Regions from separate parts of the Mus musculus genome. Here region 2 is linked to region 1. A link is a contact called in public Hi-C data. All regions are on one chromosome and are shown on one strand. Each heading gives the region's core, a stretch centred on a gene start, on an enhancer-like site or on the middle of the called end of the contact. The rest is flanking DNA. Distances are from core to core; before and after follow the strand shown.

The links. A called contact is a pair of places that touch in the nucleus more often than the background predicts.
Region 2: a contact with region 1 is called in a Hi-C map of cerebellum, with 2.5 times the contacts expected there. The contact joins the enhancer-like site here to the promoter of Trhde in region 1. A contact is called at or near these places in 6 of 484 Hi-C or Micro-C datasets (brain, cerebellar granule neurons, cerebellum and 1 more) and 1 of 9 other capture datasets (adipose tissue).

The regions. Positions count from the first base shown.
Region 1 is chr10:114,798,570-114,806,361 of GRCm38.p6, reverse strand. Trhde (TRH-degrading enzyme) reads left to right here and starts at 4,060. Exons shown (of 19, transcript NM_146241.3): 1 at 4,060-5,843. The coding sequence starts at 4,939. It overlaps Gm15723 (predicted gene 15723), which reads right to left and starts at 4,636. Exons shown (of 2, transcript NR_155864.1): 1 at 4,099-4,636.
Region 2 is chr10:114,886,282-114,894,073 of GRCm38.p6, reverse strand. The region is part of intron 2 of Gm40767 (a long non-coding RNA gene); the gene reads left to right. Among named protein-coding and RNA genes, the nearest start is that of Gm31182, 14 kb to the right of the region's middle. Within about 2 kb of position 3,158, at least 5 of the 459 cell types and tissues checked have an H3K27ac peak or open chromatin away from gene starts, as enhancers often do. A contact at or near this core is called in cerebellar granule neurons and cerebellum, where this site is marked.

The DNA.
Region 1 (7,792 bases), core at 2,811-5,310:
TTTTAGTTGGAAAACAGAAACTTCCTTAAATATTCTGTCTTTTATCTTCAAGTTCAGGAGGAAGATTCTAATAGAAAAGGCAACCCTTTTTTTTTTTGGATGAAACTCTTTATAAAAGACTCAGGTCAAATGTTATGAAAAATTTAAATTGTGGAATAGAGAATTACCAAGAACTTTGATGTAACAGGGATTTGCAGAGTTGAAGATTTTCATCAAATTATCACTATTTTGGATTTTAAGATGCTGTTTTTCTGCTGCCACATGGGGGCGCCACTACAGCTGGGGAGCAGAGATTTCTGCCTTGGACTGTCAGCAAGGGTCTTTTAGCTGCCTGTGGTCTTCAGAAAAGGATTGCAGGCCTAAGCACGCCAGTCTTTTTGACTACCAGTGTAGCGGCTTGCTTGGTTTACAGTCTCCTGTGCATTAGCCAGTACAGTTCTTACAATGTCATTTTCCTCCTTAAATTTTTAAGTTGAATTTTTTTCGTGTGTGTATGTATGTGTGTGTTCATGTTCATGTGAACATGTGTGTGCATGTGTGTGGAGGCCAGAGGTTTACTTTAGGCACTGTTCTTCAAACACGATTCACCTATTTTTTATTTATTTATTTATTTATTTATTTATTTATTTTTATTTTTTGGAGAATGTTTCTCATTGCCCAAGAGCTTGCCAAGTAAGAGGCCAGGCTGAATGGCCAGACAGGCCCTGAACTTCCTCACCTCTGCTTCTTCAGTATTGTAATTTGCAAGTATGTGCTACTATGCCCAGCTAAAATAGGTCCTGGGGATCCAACTTAGGTCTTAGTGTTTGCAAAGTAGGCCACATTACTGATTGAGCTTGTCTCCCCAGCTCAAATTTTGTTTGTCTTTCATGGAGAAGATTAAAAACCTCTTGGCAAAATGAGGAAATTAGCTCCCGAGGGCTGAAAGGTACTTCCTCGAGCCCTCTGATATTAACACATCAAGAAACTGAGTTGATTAAGTAAGTGGAATAGGATCACAAAAGGTTGGGAGGGTTGAGTGGGGACGTAGCTCTTTCTTCTGAGCCACACAGTTTCTGGACATGAAGAAGCTAATCACACTTTCAGAGATGGAGTATGCAAGGGCACTCAAGTTGTGCATGTTCATGCAAATCAGTGTGGGGACAAAAGGCAGTGCAAGTTTAAACAACCAAGGAGCACAGACCATCGCTCCCTGCAAGACAGTTCATTTTGATTATCGACAGGATCGGAGTGTAGATTTGATTAAAATCAACTTCTGGTGGACTTCATGACTTTTAAACATTCAGATTATATTCGCTTTTACAAGTCCCCAGACCTAATATGGACAACATTTTAATGACATTTATTAGTTAAAGAAAAAAAAAAACCAGCATGACTTTCTCACAACAAATAAATGGTTCTTGCTAAGTGTCAGACACTGAGAAGGTGCCTCCCTTGTGAAGAACACAGCCTGATTGTAGCATCACAGTAGCCAAACCTTTCTCTAATCAAGGGACTTAAATGCTAATGACAACTTTTAAACCAAGTGTTTGTGGTTAATTCCTTCAATATTCCTCTTAGGTTCACAACCTGAAACTTTGCCTGTTCTCTGCTGGTTTTGGTTTGCAGTAGGGTGAACATTTTCTTGGAAGATAATATAAAACTTTATTCCACCAATGCATCTTTCTCGGGTTCTTTACACTTTCAGACGTCACAAAAGGAGAAAAAATTCACTTTATATTAACAGGAGAGAAACACATATTTACTTACTTGATCTTTGATACTCAGTTTATTGGGTAAAGCCACACAAAACGGGAATCAATAAGCTAATAAGTTGTGCCCACTTCATGTTAATAAACTTGAATTTGCTTCATTTGTGTCTCAAAAACAATCCATTTGCTAATTTAATCAGTCAGGACAAACATTTCTAATCAGTAAGTGATCTGCTTTTTTTTTCCTCTTTTCTTTCTTTTCTTTTCTTTTCTTTTCTTTTCCTTTCCTTTCCTTTCCTTTCCTTTCCTTTCCTTTCCTTTCCTTTCCTTTCCTTTCTTTTCTTTTCTTTTCTTTTCTTTTCTTTTCTTTTCTTTTCTTTTCATTGCAATGGTTTTGAGAGTTACCTAACAGTAATCTTCATGAGTTCTTGGAAAGTAATGGCCTTGTAGCCTGCACGACTAACATCACGTTAGAGACAGAAAGCCTCAGAGACCCCCTAAGAAGGTTGTTTCTTCATTAGGCAGGGGGTGCTTAGACTCGCAGGACTCACTCTAGAAGCTGCTAGCTATCTGTGTCCCTTAGGCCAGGGTTCCTGAATGTCTAGACCAGAGCCCTGAAGTACTAAAGAATATGGTGTACTCTTGGAGTCTCAGGTGCTCTTTTGCCTTGCTAAACCGTATTTCCTAACTTTGGGGAAACAATCTAACCCCTCAGCTCTCAGCTCCTAAAATGCACATAGCCAGACCCATATGAAAAAAAAAAAAAAAAAAAAAAAAAAGCAAGAACAAAGATGGTTCAAAACAGAGCAGAAAAAAGTAACTGGGACAGAATGTGGCATTTCCCCTGGTCTGTTGCTGGCGGCCCACATACAACATGCTTAAAAATACCCACCCTGGCACCCATCTTCCTTATTTATGATGATGCAAGTGGACATTTAGAAAGCATGGTATTGAGCAAGTACCCTAGCTAGGGATGAAGGGAAAAGAACTTCTGCAAGCAAGACTCCCAGTTTAAAGTTGATGTTGTGTAACTGAGCTCCTCTTATTGGCCAGGCTTTAACAATATCATTTTAAGCCTATTTTTCACTACCCCAAAGCTAATAGTCTCTCTCTTTCTCTCTCTCTCTCTCTCTCTCTCTCTCTCTCTCTCTCTCTCTCTCTGGAAAATAATGATGGTGATGATTTCTTAAATGCAATCTGGATTTAAACAAACAAAAGAAACATGTAAAGAGACATTTCTTCATTTTTTTTTAAATTGACTGAGCCAGTCATTAACTCTTTGTCGCCTTCGAGGCGGCTGTCTTTCTAAGCATTGTTTTAGTTACAACTCTATCAGCACATTTTGAAGTTTCGATAGCACACCCCCTCTACTCTAGTGGAGAGAACTCCAACAAACTCCTGAGAGTCCAAAGGCGGCCAGCAGGCTATATATGTCCTGTGCTTTGATGATTCTTGCTGTTAGCGTACACTGGGGGTTCATAACTGTTCTAATGAAGTTTAAACACTTTTCATGATGATACAGGGGAGTTGCAAAGAAGAATTGTGCCTAGGTGAAGTAAGACGCTGACAAGTCACGTGAGTATGGATTGATACACTGTCCTACTAATATCCAAAGTCATGGGGCCTCCACCCTCAGTTTTCCTTCCATTCGTTTCTGAATATTGTATTGTGGGCATCATGTTGTAATGCTTTCCCCAATCTCAGAATAAAATGCGTTCTATGGGGAATCCTTCTCTTGTCTTTAGTCTTTACTTACGGAGGAGGACTCTACTAGTTCATTGCTAGCCATTATTTCTGACTGCACACCTAGCTTCACTACACTGGTGTAATATATGCAGCCAGGCTTTGGAGAATTTATTTCAATTTACATACAGTCCTCTAAATCCTCTGGCGAGCTTGATGTGTGATCTGACACTGCCTCCCCAGCAGGCTCTGCCTTTGCTCTTGATGCTAATAGCCCAAGGCTCCAGTGGTCCCTCTGGGGAATCCGCAGTAGGGCTAAGGAGTCGGAAGAGGGGTGACTGCGGGGCTTGTTGCGCCGAAGATTTACAATGTACTCTTGCAGGCAGCTCAGCAACCCCCTCTGTGGCTGTGGGTGTCTGGTGTGACAGAGCGGAGAAAAGCTCTCTCTAATCTCCCAGTGCCTGCCTCTGTCGCTAAACCTCTCTCCTCCCTCCTGCCTTCCCTTCCTCCTCGCTTGCTCCCTCTCTCTGCTTCCCGTTTCTCCGGGAGTTTCAGTCCCTGAATGCAGCTGGAGTACCCTTGGCAAAATCTACACCCGGAGCCCGTGTACACACACACATACACGCACACGCGCGCACACACGCGCACACACATGCACACGCGTTGGCACACACGCACGCACTTCAGTTCTTCCCCCGGGGACGCGGCTCAGACCTTCATCTACCTGAAGTGGACACCCCGACCGGACACTTCTTCACTTGTCTTCTCTGGAGGGCAGAGCATCATCGGAACGCGGGAGGCTTGCTGCCCAGTCCGCAACCTCACGCCTTTTACCGCCACCACTGCTTAAAGTGTCCAGGGTGGAGAAGGCTTCTTCAGGACGGATGCTCCGCGGCCGTGGGACTTCCTCCGGCTAGCTTACTCCAGTCCTTTCCTCGGTCCTCTGGTCCATCCTCTCCTCTTCCACTGCGGGGTGGAAGGCTCCAGCGCCTTCCGGGCTGCCGCCGCTGCCACCGCCGCAACTGTTTTGGCGAGCACATCCCACCCAGAAGACGGAACAACGCTGCCAGAGTGCGGGGGGCTGGTGAAGCCCTAACTTGTCCCCCGACTCAGTCGCTCTCCCCAGCGCTCTCTGTCCTCTTGGCCGAGCCGAGGAGAGAGCAACCGCCGCCGCCACCCTGGTAGAGTGCGGCGCCCGGGAGGACAGGCGAGCCGCAGGCGCACAGGGGCGGGGGCGGCGTGTGCCCGGGCGCCCGGTGCTGGCCCGACGAGTAGCGCGCACCCGGCGAGCGACACGCTTCCCAAGTTGGGGCGCGTCCCAGAGCTGGTTGCCCGGCTATCCGCAGCTGTTGTCTGGAGAGAGGCGGGGCTGATGGGGGTCGTCTCGGTCGTCACTAGCCTCCAGAGTCTGTCTTGAGAGAATCTGAGCTGGCCTCCCTAGGGTCCCAGCCGGCGTCGCGCCCTCCGCCCGCGTGCGGTCTCCAATGACTGCGCTGGAGGTGGCCCGGGTGGCCCGCCCGCTAGGGGTGTCGGAGGGGGCGGGGGAAGAGGAGGAGGCGGTGTGATGGCCCTGGACGGCGAGAGGGGGGAGCAAGAGGAGGAGAAGAAAAAGAAGAAGAAGAAAAAGAAGAGGAAGAAGAAGGAGGAGGAGGGGGCAGAGAAGAGCAGTTCACCCTTTGCGGCCACCATGGGAGAAGACGACGCCGCGCTCCGGGCAAGCGGCAGGGGGCTCTCGGACCCGTGGGCTGACTCGGTGGGAGTGAGACCCCGCACCACGGAGCGCCACATCGCAGTGCACAAGAGGCTTGTGCTGGCCTTTGCCGTGTCCATCGTGGCACTGCTGGCTGTCACCATGCTGGCCGTCCTGCTCAGCTTGCGATTCGACGAGTGTGGAGCGAGCGCGGCGATGCCTGGCACCGACGGTGGCCTCGGGGGTTTCCCCGAGCGCGACAGCAACAGCAGCTTTCCAGGTTCTGCCCGGCGCAACCACCACGCGGGTGGGGAATCCTCTCAGCGTGAGAGCGGCGAGGTGGGCACCCCGGGGACCCCGTCTGCCCAGCCGCCGTCGGAGGAAGAGCGGGAGCAGTGGCAGCCCTGGACACAGCTGCGCCTATCCGGCCACCTCAAGCCGCTGCACTACAATTTGATGCTCACCGCTTTCATGGAGAACTTCACCTTCTCTGGGGAGGTCAACGTGGAGATCGCGTGCCGGAACGCCACCCGCTACGTGGTACTGCACGCCTCCCGAGTGGCGGTGGAGAAGGTGCAAGTAGCTGAAGACAGGGCGTTCGGGGCTGTCCCGGTTGCAGGCTTTTTCCTCTACCCACAAACGCAGGTCTTGGTGGTGGTATTGAACAGAACCCTGGACGCGCAGAGGCATTACAATCTGAAGATTATCTACAATGCCCTGATAGAGAACGAGCTTTTGGGCTTCTTCCGCAGCTCCTACGTGATCCACGGGGAGAGAAGGTATGGAGGGAGGCGGTGCCCTGTGCTGCCCCACCCCGCCAGGCGGCTCGCACTGCTGAGTGAGCGCCGGTGACCTCCGGGACCCAGTTGGCTTCTAATATCCAGGAGCCCGGGGTTAGGGAAGGAAGCCAAGGTGAGGTGGGATGGTCCTCTCGAACCATAGGGGTCTCTCTGATGCCTGGCCTCTCACCGTTTGCTATGTTCACAAACTCAGCAATGCCAAAAGATGAATACTGCTTTTCCTCTAGGTCGGACCTTTCTCTTATAGACTGGTAATGAAGCCAGGCATTTGGGCTTTTGCTTGTTTCTCTAAAGGTTGCAGTTCAGTTCGTAAAGGATGATAAATGTAGAAAACAACTTCTCAGGTTACAGTGGAGGGAAATAGTTGATAACCAAAGAGCAGGAAACAGAGTAACCCAGCTCTCAGGTGAAGTCAGACACGCCCCCTCCCCTTCACAAGCCCACCTCCCTTGACTATGGGAGATTCAGAACAAGCCCCGGCTTTGGCTTTGTAAAGTTTTCCCAAATTGCAAGCTGAGATTTTGAGCACAAAGAGAACTTGCAAGGAAAGGTTGGCAGGGGCAGGGGCAGGGGCTGGGGGCTGGGGGCTGGAGTGGTGGTTGCGATGATCAGAATCAGAGAGAGGGACCTCTGAGGCACTTTGATCTCTCCTGAGAGTTCCTGGCTCCATTTGATTCCTCAGCTGCTACCAACAGAAGTGACTACACCCAGAAGGGAGGGAAAGCTTGCAGTTAGTCTCCAATGCCTTTGCTGAGTTAGATTTGGACTGCCTCCTAGTTGCTTTTTGAAAGACTGGGACTTCAGAACCAACAATTCTGTGTCCAGGTTGCGCCACAGTTCTGATAGTTGTGAAAGTTTGAGGAAAGGGTCGAAGTTGATGATTCTAGCCCATGATTGATAGGTGCTTCTAGTCCTGACTGCTCGCCCACTTCTGGTGAACTACATTCTACTTGGTCCTTATGGGGTTCATGCAGCCGGCACCACTCTATGTTACAGGTGGGAAAATAGAAGCTCTGGAAAGTCATCATTTGACATAGATCCCCAAGTGAGACCCAGATAATTTGGCCCCAGAGCTCATATATTAAATTCTAACTCAGTGATAATAATAGTATTACTCTCTCCATTATAGGATCGATTAATATGGTCTTGAAAAGCACATCACCCAAAACCAAGCCTGCCTTAGAGCGCTTCAAAGTTCAAGTGCGTGTCCTGCGGTAGTAAGCCGGTTGAATGAATGTATGAATGAATGAATGAATGAATGAATGAATTTTGTTTTCATTGCATTTAAAATAACTTCGCTTAATTAAATGACTATAAGGCAGACAAACAACCAGATTGAAGTCATAAATGAAACCATCACCTATAGGTAGCATGATGATTAGTAAGAGGTAGAGCTTCCTTTGACACTGAGTCCCTTAACAGCAGGAAGCTAAGGCTCAGAGCAGCCCAGGGCACCTGAGGTCAACAGACTGTTGTCAGAGAATGGGAACTTGAACTTTGGCTTGCCCAGCCCTGCACCACAGCTCAAGGTACTTAGAGACTCTCAGAAACAGTGATTGTGGCAGAGACTGGGAAAAAATCTCATTGTAGTGTGGAAGTGGACAAAAGTTTTATTATTTATTGAGTGGCTGTGAAGTCACCTCACACGACCCCTCCATGTGTTAGTAGTAGTGTGATAGATACAGCTTCCTGTGAGCTAATACATAACTCATTCATTTCCTAACACCCAAGACTGTGTATGGATAATTTAAACCCTTTGCCACCACTTTCTCTAACACAGATTAAAAAAATATTTTTAAGCCCCCAAATTATATAAAACATGCAGAAAAGGCACAAGAGGTAGGTTTGCATACTGTGCTTGGAAACAGGTTCGTCATGTCAAAATGTCAATAGAGGAAGTTTTACATCGTCACCCATAAATCTTACTG
Region 2 (7,792 bases), core at 1,909-4,408, 89 kb before region 1:
TCTCTCTCTCTCTTTTCTTTCTTTCTTTTGTTAACTAACCATGTTACAGGAGTTGCCTAGTACCTAGCTCACAGTAGGTGCCCTTTACCTCTTCATTATGTTAACTCCTGTTATAAGGTAAGTACCTGTCATAGCTTGAATAGTTATGGCCCCCATAGACTCATGTGTTTGAATGCTTGGTCCATCAGGAGCGACACTAGTAAGAGGTGTGGCCTTCTTGTTGGAGGAAGTGTGTGACTGTCAGGGTAGGCTTTGAAGTCTCCTATGCTCAATCTACATCTAGACACAGTCTCCTGCTGCTTTCGGATCAAATTGTAGGACTCTCAGCTCCATCTCCAGCACCATGTCTGCCTGAATGCTGCCATGTTTTCTGACATGAAGCTAATGGATTAAACTTCTGAAGCCGTCAGCCAGCCTCACTGAGTTGTTGCCTTTAATAAGAGTTGCCCTGCAGGCTAGAGAGATGGCTCAGCAGTTAAGAGCACTGACTGCTGTTCCAGAGGACCTGAGTTCAATTCCCAGCACCCACATGTTGGCTCACAACCACCTGTAATGGGATCTGATGACCCCCTTCTGGTGTGCCTGAGAAGAGCATCAGTGTATTTACATACATAAAATATAAGTCTTAAAAAAAAAAGAGTTGCCCTGGTCATGGGTGTCTCTTCACAGCAATGGAAATCCTAAGACAATACCCCAAACTTTATTTACTGGTCATGCCTCTGCTACCAAGTTTGGAGAGTTCTGATCTTTCAACATTAGACATAACTAAGGGTCACCATTATTCGTGTTTGCAGCTCATTTGATTGCCTTCTTATAATTATTTCATCACTATCAAAGCCAAGTTTTTTTTTTTTTAAAAATCACATAACTATATTGCCTTGTACATACTTATTTCATTTTGAAATAAAGTGGTGCCAGGCGGGAGGGTGGAGAGGGAGCTCAGCCATACAACTATTGCTAAGCCTTCGTTAGGTTCTGGGTTCAATCCTCTCAACCAAAATAAATAAATAAATAAATAAATAAATAAATAAATAAATAAGTAAGTGAAAGTTACATGTTGACTAGTGTTTTTATGTATAGCAAACATGCCTATAAGACACTATTTTACATGTGATAAACTGAGCTTGACAATTGACAGCAACTCATGGAGAATAAAGAAACTTGCTGAAGGCAGTTGGGGCCACTTGATTTATTGAACAGAGTGTGATGGAAATAAGACTTCTACCCTGTCTCTGTTAGTGATATACTCTCAGGTTCTCAGCGTTTTCTATTACAGCTTGCTAAAGCACACCAATAAATCTCTACATTTTACTTGTGGTGATATTTTATCTTTCTCTCGGACATATGCTTGTATTTGATCCTTTTGAGAATTTTTAAAAGCCTGTCTCCCTCATAAGATTGCCTATTATAGCTGAAGACCATGTCCATATAGAAAATGGGAAAAGGACAGCCAGGTTCTTACATAAGGCCCAGTCACATTAGTTTAGATCAAAAGTGCTTATTCTATTTTTCGGTCTTGTGCCACCTGATAGTTGAATATGACTTTAGGCAAACCAAGAAAGCATAAGCACTCACAGACAGTCAAAAGGCCACAGTTGAATGTCTTATGACTTGAATTGAACCATGTCTTGAGGGGCAAACTTAGGCACCAAATGTCAATGTGCACTCTAGGGGTACTTGTTTAGAAATAGTTGACTTAATACCTGAGTTGGGCCCAAAGTACAAAGAATTATTTCATCTGTTTCAGTAGAGTGCTTTAAGATAAGCCTCCCTTCCTAGGTGTGGGTTGCTGGCCAGGAGACTGACTTGGCTTCATTGGAAATAGCTCTGCTCCCAGGCCAGGGACTCTATTTTCTTCATCAAAAGGGGTTTTCCTCTTAACAAGTCCTCATTACTATTTAAACACTGTGTCTCTCTAAAGGTTCTAGAATAATTTAGGAATGAAGCCAGAGGGCAGAGTTCCCAAAGCACTTTTGGCATGTTTTTTTGGCTTCAGGAAAAGATGGAGCTGTCAGGAACCCCAAGGATATTTCTGACTTCTAGTAAAAAAAGGGAGAGAGAGAGAGAGATTGGTTACTTCTTTGCAGGGAGGGGTGTCTTTACCGTAAACTGCCCAGCCAACTCCTACCCCCTGTTCTTATCCCTCGTCCTTCTGATGAGGTAGCCCCAAGTGTCAGTATGAAGTCAGGATGATGATTGATTGAGTGTGATTTTGGGATACCCAATTTAGTCAGTGGGTCAATCTAAGACCCCAAGTATTGATATACGGAGGAAAAAAAGGAAGGACAGTCATTTTAATATATAGTAAGAATTCAATATTTATGAACGTGATTATGAAAGTAAAACCTCAACACAAAAACAGAGTCATAATTATTCTGGTGAAATGTTTGTGCTACCCTTGTGAACAAGAGAATTCCTAAAAGAAGCTGTGCCTGTCTGTCAACAAAATCTCCTGGAAGGAGTTTATGTCTGCAGAGACTGACTGCAATTTCAGTACTGTTGAGAGACTGGGATTTTGTGAGTTCACATCAATGCCTAATGCCTGTGTTTTGCTATTTGGGGTACTCACCTCCCCAACAGTAGGTCCTCAAATTTTTCCTGCTTCCTTTTGAGATCACACCGGTTTCTTCGTGGATAACTCTGGGGAAAGGTGTCCGGAGATCTTTGGATACCAATAATTTTTGTCTTTTTGATGTCTGCTCCTCGGGAGGCATAGAGGAGCACAGCCTCTCATCGGTCACTGGCCATCAAAATCCCTTCTGTTGCCCACTCTGTTGTCCCATATTTTGCCACATGGGTCATAAATGAGCATCTCTGCTTAGATCCTGCATCCCTCACCTTGTTTACAGCTACTGCACTTTCTGGTTTTTCTGAGCATCTGTGATCTGAATAATGCTCGCCTTCCTGCATCTCCAAGCCAGCAACCTCTACCTTCCTGACATCCCCAGACTGACTTTGTTGTTTACTGCGCATAATAGACTATCCTCTACTTTGTTCTGTTGGGAAGACTCACAATCTCAGTTCCACGGAGTCAATCTTCTGCCCTTAAAGCCGTGCCTTGATGTGAAAGGACTGGCTTTCTGGAGATGAGGGACAGACGGTGGCGAGTGCGACTATGTATTTTGCCCTCACTTATCCTGATAACAGGTGGCTCAGTCAGCTTGGGTCTTCTTGAGGACACTCTCTCAGGCCTCCCTCTGACCATATGCACTCCGGTCCAGATGGTGACACGATTCCCCAGAGTACTGAATCAACTAACAGGAGATGGCAGGGCTATGCTAATTTTGCCCAAGGTCTAATACAGGCATGGATTTTTTTTTTTTATTTTACTTTCTAATTTTGGAGAAAGGAACAAAGCTTATGTGAAAATCATGTTCACAATGTGGCTTTGAGTTCTCTCACAGGAAGTCTAAAGTTTTGTGATTAAATTAGCATTCATAAATGCCAAGGCAAGAGACAAAATTAATTTGTCTTTACTGTTGAAAAAAAAAAGATATGACTTTGGACCATCGGATGTAATAGGTTATTCACTTCTTCTATCTGATTTCCCTTTGCATCTTGCTATATTAAGAAAGGGCCAAATGTATTTATTCTGCTAAGATATATCGGGTCGAGATTCACCTTGGTGAGACGTGGAGGCAAGTTACTTTTGCCAAAGGTTAAAGTGCCTACTTCTCACTGTATTGCGGAATTAACTGACTTTCAAATAATTATGGCTTACAAGGACAGTGCATATTTGCCCAAATTGATCTCAGCTTGTCCGTGTGCTTTCTGGAGCACGTATGCAAGTATGGATTAAATCCTCCATGAGGCTTAAAGGTCATTGACACTGAGTCATTAGTTAAGAAAGCCAGAATAAAAATGTTCAAGATAGCAACATGGGCATGGTTACATCTTTCATTTTCTTTCTCTCTCTCTCCCTCTCTCTCTCTCTCTCTCTCTCTCCCTCCCTCCCTCCCTCCCTGCCTCTCTCTCTCTCTCTCTCTCTCTTTCTTTCTTTCTTTTTTCCTCTTTTGAGACAGGGTCTAACTGTGTAACCCCATGATTGGTCTGAAACTCACTATGCAAACCAGGCTGCCCTCAAATTCACAGATCTCCATTTTCCAAATGTTTAGATTAAAGCACGCCAACACGTCTGAGTTATTAAAAACAAAGAAATATGACTCTTCTAAGGACATTTATAATGTGTATAAAGGAAGGTTTTTCTAGGCGATTAAAACAGGTTTATTATGTAAAATTTAAACTAATATTTTAAATATAGAATTTGTAAGATCTTGTTAAAGATTTTATTTATTTATTTATTTTAAAGATATTTATTGTTAAATATCAATTATAAATTTTAAGGGTATATGTATCTTTGGCCTATATAAAAGTTTTTGAAACACTCTTCTCAGAAGGCACGACATAACAACATGACATAACTTTGAGTGGTCCCCTGTTTTCCATGTGTTTCAACTATGTTCAATATGTTACATTAGAGATTAAGTAAGTGAAAAGATAAGAAAGAGTAAGTGAGGGCATGGTAAATAAACACAGAAATAATATTGACCAAATAACATTTAATATTTATTTTAAAAAATGTTTAGTTTTTTTTTGTGAGCTATAGCTTCACATCAGGCTGGTTTATAGTTAAAAATTCTGATGGTTACAGATCCCTCATGCTATATATGTATGTATATATACCACCAATTTCGGTAGGCTTTTTTGGGGGAGATTTTATATATATATATATATATATATATATATATATATATATATATATATGTATATATATATATATGCACATATACATACATAATATACATACCACCAATTTAGTTAGGCTTTTTTTTTATGGGTCATTTTGGGAATTGAACCTATGACCTTGTGCATTCAGGAAAGTGGCACAAAAGTGAGCTATGTACATAGGCCAAGGGTAGTATTTTTAAAGGGGAAAATCATGACCCTTCTATAAATATAAAGGCAATATATGTCAAAGATTTCATTTAACTCAACAATTAAGAGGAGTATCAGAATGGGATTCTACTAGCCAGAAGAGATATAAACTTTAAGACATTTCCTCATTGTACAAAAAAATATCTAAATTTGTTTGTATGCTTAGATATGATTTGAAGTGCTGTGGGCAATAAACTTACTACTGTATGTCTTCTGTATAGTATAGATAAAGACAAATAAAGGTAGAGATTACTTTAAGGGAAAATTGGCATCAATTTTCTTGCCTCACCTCCATCTTTCTCTTTTCCTTCTTTTGCTATTTCAAACTCATACTTTTTCCTGAGACATGCATAATCTGTAAATCCTATTATATTACATACATGCACATATAATATATGTTAATATACTACATTTATCCACATATGTGTGTAAGACACATTACATACATATATAATATATGACATTTTCTATATACATATGATATATCATATACACATATAATATATATGATTCATTATATCATATACATATATAATATTGCATATACACGTATACATATATATCTAGTACATATAGGGCAAAACAGCCCCCTATACACTTAATAGGAGATAGTCCTTCAGATGAATACCATGGACAAGGGGGTCTTTTTTCCCCTTCCTCATTTAAGAGACAGCTTTGTTTGCCAGTTAAGGACCAGCGTTTCTTATTTTCTTCCAATTTCTCTTTTACCATATAGCTTGTTGTCTCTCCAAAAGCTTATCGTGTCCCTGGGATCTGAAATAGGAGAGACACTAATGTCTACATGTTCTATCACAACAGTCTCTTGTCCTGACTCTTGCTCTAAGAGAAGATAGAGGCAGCAGACATAAGCTTGTTGAAGTCAGCAGTTCACTATGCCATGAAGCCTGAAACCCCACTTCAGAACTAAATCTGAGATCAGCCTTCTCCCAGGAAACCTCTAGTCATGAGTCCTAAGAATCTGATAGCAGTATAATCCCAAACTCCCCTTAACCTTACACTTCATGTCTCTCTTGATGTCTGCCCTAAAGGCTCAGCAACCCTAGGCCTTTGCCTCCAGGTTCTTACTTTATTCCTGCAGCTCACTTCTGTTGGCATCTGCCCGAAGGCATGACCATCCTCAGGCCTTTGCCTCCAGGTTCTTTGTCTTTTCAACTCCTTTCTTTATAAAACAAGGATCCTAGACTTTTATAAGATGATGTTTTTGAGTTTGTAATAATGTTTGCCCTGAATGCTTTGACTGATAGATATTTCAGTAACACTGAAACCCTACAGAAAATGAAAGAGTAGAAGATCATAGTCCTAGAAGAACTTATCTGTTGAAAATTGTGACCCCTGATTATGTCCAATGCATAGTGGTCAGCCTTTCAACTACATACACACAAACAACAAAAATAGACTCAGCATGTTACACACACACACACACACACACACACACACACACACACACACACATATATATATTTGTGTATATACATACATACATACATACATACATACATGTAAAAATAATAATAAATAAAAAAGAGACACCTTGAGTGGGGACAGAGGAGGGGTTTGAAGTAGGGTAGCTGTAAGGACTGTAGGGAGGAAAGGATGTTGGTAAAGTGGTGTAATCCCATTTCAATTAATAACCTATTTAAAAAACCTGATTAAAACCCCCAGTGTCTAAAAATTGTTCCAATGTATAATAAACAGATATTTAAGATGTTGTGTGATACTTCAGCCATGAAGAGCACCTTAATGCTTTCATCTTAGGAGATGTGGCCAAGAAAGTGGACAGCCACTTCCTCTAGATCCAGAAACACTTGTTGTCAGTGCAATATAGTCGCTGATCAAACAATTTGCAGTTTGAATACAAATTTTAATTCTAGCAAGTAGGGTATATTCTTATTGGCTGGGCTGTGACTTATTCTGGACTCTCAAAGCGCTACAGATTGCCAGTTTTGAAGAAAATTACACACACCTCTTAAACAACACAGGGAATTTTGTTACAATTTCACAATAATTGACATTGCTTTCAACCACTTTAAAAAAAGAGATGCAACTGAAGTTGAGAGACACTGTAACTCGTTCAAGGGTGCCTTAGTGAGCTCCTCCCTCAGATGGTAAATGCCCTCTGTGCTAAAGTCTCTTCCCATTTTACTTTGCATCTCTCAATCTTTTTTTTTAAATATTTTTTATTAGGTATTTTCATCATTTACGTTTCCAATGCTATCCCAAAAGTCCCCCATTAACCCCCCCACACACACTCCCCTACCCACCCACTCCCCCTTTTTGGCCCTGGTGTTCCCCTGTACTGGGGCATATAAAGTTTGCATGTCCAATGGGCCTCTCTTTCCAGTGATGGCCGACTAGGCCATCTTTTGATACATATGCAGCTAGAGTCAAGAGCTCCGGGGTACTGGTTAGTTCATACTGTTGTTGCACCTACAGGGTTGCAGATCTCTTTAGCTCCTTGGATACTTTCACTAGCTCCTTCATTGGGGGCCCTGTGATCCATCTAATAGCTGAATTGTGAGCATCCACTTATGTGTTTGCTGCCCCGGCCTAGTCTCACAAGAGACAGCTATATCAGGGTCCTTTCAGCAAAATCTTGCTAGTGTATGCAATGGTGTCAGCGTTTGGAGGCTGATTATGGGATGGATCCCTGGATATGGCAGTCTCTAGATGGTCCATCCTTTTGTCTCAGCTCCAAACTTTGTCTCTGTAACTCCTTCCATGGGTGTTTTGTTCCCAATTCTAAGAAGGGGTAAAGTGTCCACACTTTGGTCTTCGTTCTTTTTGAGTTTCATGTGTTTTGTACTTTGCATCTCTCAAACCCCTACACTGCTATGGT